2 separate regions of the Sus scrofa genome follow, and region 2 is linked to region 1. A link is a contact called in public HiChIP or PLAC-seq data. All regions are on one chromosome and are shown on one strand. The core of a region is the stretch at or near the end of the contact, and the rest is flanking DNA. Distances in the headings are between cores, read along the strand shown.

Region 1 (2,528 bases), core at 13-2,512:
TCAGGCTCCCTAACTTCAGGCTATACTATAAAGCCACAGTCATCAAAACAGTATATAGAATGAGCCCCCAAACAGAAATATAGATCAATGGTACAGGATAGGAAGCCCAGAGATAAGCCCATTCACCTATGGTCAACTAATCTAGGATAAAGGAGGCAAGAATATACAATGGAGAAAGAACAGTCTCTTTGATAAGTGGTGCTGGGAAAACTGGACAGCTACATGTAAAAGAAAGATATTAGAACATTCTCTAACACCATATATAAAAATAAACTCTAAATAGATTGAAAACCTAAACATGAGGCTGGACACTATAAAACCCTTAGAGAAAAACAGGCAGAACACTTCAACACAAATCATAGCAATATCTTTTTCATCAGCCTCTTAGAGTAAAAAAAATAAAAAGAAAAAGAAACAAATGAAAATCTTTTTTTTTTTTTTTTTTTTTTTTTTAGCAGGGAGTACACCAGATACACATGGACATTTCTGGGCCAAGGATCAAACCCACGCCACAGCAGCAAATCAAACTGCCGGAATGACACCACCATATCCTTAACCCACTGCATCACAAGAGACCTCCAAATGGGACCTAATTAAATGTAAAAGCTTCTTCACAGCAAAAGAAACCATAAAACGAAAAGATAACCTACAGAATGAGAGACAATATTTACAAACGAAGTAACTGACAAGGGATTTATCTCCAAATATACAGTTTATGCAGTCAATATCAAAAAAACAAACAACTCAATCAAAAAATGGGCAGAAGATCGAAACAGACATTTCTCCAAAGAAAACACATAGATGGCCAAAAAACACATGAAAAATGTTCAACATCACTAATTATTAGAGGCATACAAATCAAAATTACAATGAGCTATCACCTTACACAAGTCAGAATGAGAATCATCAAAAAATCTACAAACATTAAGTGCTGAAGAGGATGTGGAAAAAAGGGAACCTTCCTACACGGGAATGTAAAATGGTACAACCACTATGGAGAACAGTATGGAGGTTACTTAAAATACTAAATATAGAACTACCATCTGATCCAGCAATCCCACTCCTGGGGATATATCTGGAGAAAACCATAATTTGAAAAGATACAGGAGTTCCCATTGTGGCACAGCGGAAAATAATACGACTGGTACCCATGAGGATGTGGGTTCAATCCCTGGCCTCGCTCAGTGGGTCAGGGATCTGGCAATGCCTTGAGCTGTGGTGTAGGTAGGAGACGTGACTCAGAAGTGACTCAAATCCAGTGTTGCTGTGGCATAGGCCGGCGGCTGTAGCTCCAATTCGACCCCTAGCCTGGGAACTTCCATATGCTGTGGGTATGGCCCTAAAAAGCAAAAAAAATAAAGCAATAGCCAAGACATGGAAGCAACCTAAATGTCCAATGACAGAGGAATAAAGAAGATATAGTACTATGTACAATGGAATATAACTCAGCCATAAAAAGCACAAAATAATGCCACCTGTAACATGGATGGACCTGGAGATTATCATAATAAATGTTAAGTCAGAGAAAAACAAATATCAGATGATATGACTTATATGTAGAATCTTTAAAAAGGATACAAATAAACTTATTTGTAGAATAGAAACAGACTGTAAAAAATTTATGGTTACCAAAGGGGAAATGGTTGGAGGGGGATTAAATTAGGAGTTTGGGATTAACATATACATACTACTACAGATAAAAGATAACCAACAAGACCTACTGAAGAGCACAAAGAAATCAACTCAATATTCTGTAATAACCTATGTGGGAAAAGAATCTGAAAAAGAATGGATATATGTATAACTGATTCACTTTGCTGTATACATGAAAGTAACATAACAACTTAAGTCAAAACATAAAAAAATGAAGAAAAAAAAAAGTAAATTTAAAAAAATCACAGACAAGAGTTCCTGTCCTGGCTCAGCAGTAACGAACTCGACCAGTATCCTTGAGGACATGGGTTTGATCCCTGGCCTCGCTCAGTGGGTTAAAAGATCTGGCGTTGCCATGAGCTGTGGTATAGTTTAGACATGGCCTGAATCTGGTGTTGCTGTGGCTGTGGCGTAGGTCAGCAGCTAGAGCTATGTTTCAACCCCCAGCATGGGAACTTCCATATGCCACACCTGCAGCCCTAAAAAGAAAAGGAAGAAAAAAAAAAAAAAAAAAAAAAACCACAGACAAAAAAAAGCATCAGGTAGGAACAAATAAAGCATATCAAACCATAATCACACTGAAGGCATTCTGTGTCCACCCCTTTTAAGTGCTCTGCCTAGTCAGGTTATATCAATTCTCTAACTATGAAGACAGACTTTAATCCTATCTTATTAAAATCTGCTTCTTTCTATTTTATAGTAGATATACTTCATTTCTAATGCTATTCAAAGTGCTCAAAACTAAAAACCACATCCTTTACCTTTGTCATGCCCATGGAAAAATGTTTATTTAGTATAGAAATGGGGTTTCAAAGTGAGGTCTGTTGACCCTTAATGTTTCCAAAAATTTTGAAGAGTCCTAAAAGTCAAAATTA
Region 2 (2,528 bases), core at 14-2,513, 360 kb after region 1:
CTGAATTAACATGGCAAAAGTCCACTGTTTTGAGTTCAGGAAAAACAATATAATTCTTCTATATCTTTTCACAGACTTTGCTTGTTGGGCCAGAAGCCCGACTCATTTGGACACAGCTGTACTCTGAACTTACATCACTAGTTAACATTTCCACTTCTAGGCATTCATGTGGCTTATTTGTTCCAGAGATTTTCTGTTCCCTGATTAAATGTTTCACTGTGCTGTACCCACAGACTCATAAACTAGTTCACTGGCTGATTTTTCAAGACTGGGATTTAAAGAGCCAGTGACCTATTAAAAAACTTCATTTTTTTTTATCAATTAGATATGAAGCCTGCCCTATACACAATCTCAGTGTATGTTAAGTTTTTGTATTTGATCCTACATTTCCCTCTGTGAGGCTCTTTCCACTCATAGGGAGCTAAATTTATAGGGTTCATCTGGTGTCCCATTCTTAATCTGGGGAGCTGTACCCTAATCCTTATTAAGGCATTAGTAGCTGATTATGGGTTGACCATTCACATCTGAAGCTTGTGTGACTGAAATTTGGAAGTATTTAAAACCCTCCAAGAATGAAATTATAATGACAGTGTGACCTGGATGAATCAGGTTTTATGATAGTAGAGATTTTACCAGTTATAGTGTTTTGGGGCAACAGGCCTTGATCTTTTTTCCCAAACTGAATTTTTCTTGTTGGGGTCTATACCTACTAAGGGCTTCTGTTGTGTTTCCCATGAAGAATGACTAAGTCTTTGATTGGGAGTTGTTCCTTGATTAAAACAGGAACAGTGCAGAAAGAAATAAGCCTGCCCATCGGAGAACAGTTAAACACTGGTACTGCTCACAGCAGGGTGGTGTGGGGAACTGGCTTCTGGGACAGCACAGGAGCACAGTGCAGTGTTGGTGACTGTCATGCTGGTGAAATACCATGACATCTGAGGCCCCATGACATCTCTGTGTGGAAACATTTATTTCACAAGTGCAGACACTGATACCCTGGTTCTAGTGACCTTAAGACTTTCACTTCTATTTGTGCCTCTCTGAGATTCAGAGTGTGGGAAAGATGATTTTCAAGTTTCCATCCTTCTCACACTGATCCCTGCTGAATATTGGGATCGTTTCTGACCAGTACACCAGAGATGCTTCGGAGGTAGAGAGAAGCTTACCTCTAATGGACAAACAGGATGGGGCTGTATGGAGCAGTGAGATTGGCTGGAGAACTCTCTGAGTCATGTGCCAGACTGCTCTGCTGACATCTAGCTGAAGCCAGACAACCCTGCTCAAGACCAGGGTGCTGACCTAGGAAGGGTGGGTCCTGAGAGCTCACTGCTATGACACGTAACCACCCAGATCACTGGTTTCTTGAGTCATGTTACCACTTGCTCCTCTACTTCCAACCCTCCTGCTCTCAGGCACACCCAGCCAGTGACTGGGTCAACAATTGAAGTCTGTGAATCTGGCAGACCTTTCTCACGGATAAGGGGCAGCCTATGCTGTGGCTACTGTGGTGACTGGCATGTTCTTTAGGATGGCCACGCACAGGAAATACACTTCTGCTGTAGAGACTATCTAGTATTTTATGTTAATTCTGGTGTGTGGTCCCTGCAGAATCTTGGTACGATGAGGAAAATGGAAGGCATCACATTTTGATACATGTCATGACATCTTTAAGGGATGAGAAAAGCCTCTAATTAGCTTGTACCTATTTGGAATGCTTTCAGAAGTTTTGTGTTACCTCCTATAAGACATTGTTAGAGAGCCTGACCAGTGTTACACTCCTGCATTTTTAGAGTACATGTGGAGTGTTTTCTCTATGAGAATGTGAGCTACTTTGGGAGACTTGGTTATTTCTTCTTCAGAGTCTAGTAACATTGTTCAGTAGAATTTTTTGTGATCATGGAATTGTTCTATAATTAGCTACTAACCTCCTATGGCTATTGAGTGCCTTGAAATGTGGCTAGTGTGACTGGGAACTGGATTTTTGGTGTCTTTAATTTTGCCTTAATAGCCGTGTGTGAATATTGGCTACCACACTGGACAACACAAGTTTGGAATACTATTTCCTGGCTTATGGGAGGCAGACTAAATCACTATATGTTGAATTGAATTTACCATTCTTCAAGGCACTTGCCAAAATACACTTTTGCTATGTGTTTTTCAGATTTCTAATGTAACTTACTCTCAGTAATTCTAGATTGTCTATTTGTATGACACTTCAATAAGAATTTATTCTACATCTGGACCTAGACAGTCACTGTTACTGGAGCAGTGTTTCAGGGACTCCCAGGGCATAGGGAAAGAAAAATCCCACAATGATGCATAACGCTTCTGCTGTTTCCATAAATATACTTTCTAGATCCTCTCTGCCTTCCACAGTTCTTCCTAGATCATTTCCCAGTGAAAGTGGGAAATTGGATATTTCATAAATATTTTGACTTTCTTTCTGCTGCTGGGGAGGAAACAGAGTAGCACTTGCCACTGGAAGATGTCTGGATTTGAATCTCAGATCTGTGACTTCGGAAGAATCA

The links. HiChIP or PLAC-seq counts read pairs in DNA pulled down with a chosen protein or histone mark.
Region 2: a contact with region 1 is called in an H3K27ac HiChIP or PLAC-seq map of alveolar macrophages. The contact joins two enhancer-like sites. A contact is called at or near these places in 1 of 47 Hi-C or Micro-C datasets (embryonic fibroblasts) and 1 of 2 datasets of contacts at active chromatin or transcription factors (alveolar macrophages).

The regions. Positions count from the first base shown.
Region 1 is chr13:115,369,254-115,371,781 of Sscrofa11.1, forward strand. The region is part of intron 2 of TBL1XR1 (F-box-like/WD repeat-containing protein TBL1XR1); the gene reads right to left. Among named protein-coding and RNA genes, the nearest start is that of TBL1XR1, 120 kb to the right of the region's middle. Within about 2 kb of position 1,263, at least 2 of the 83 cell types and tissues checked have an H3K27ac peak or open chromatin away from gene starts, as enhancers often do. A contact at or near this core is called in alveolar macrophages, where this site is marked.
Region 2 is chr13:115,727,743-115,730,270 of Sscrofa11.1, forward strand. The region is part of intron 1 of LOC106505748 (a long non-coding RNA gene); the gene reads left to right. Among named protein-coding and RNA genes, the nearest start is that of TBL1XR1, 240 kb to the left of the region's middle. Within about 2 kb of position 1,264, at least 31 of the 83 cell types and tissues checked have an H3K27ac peak or open chromatin away from gene starts, as enhancers often do. A contact at or near this core is called in alveolar macrophages, where this site is marked.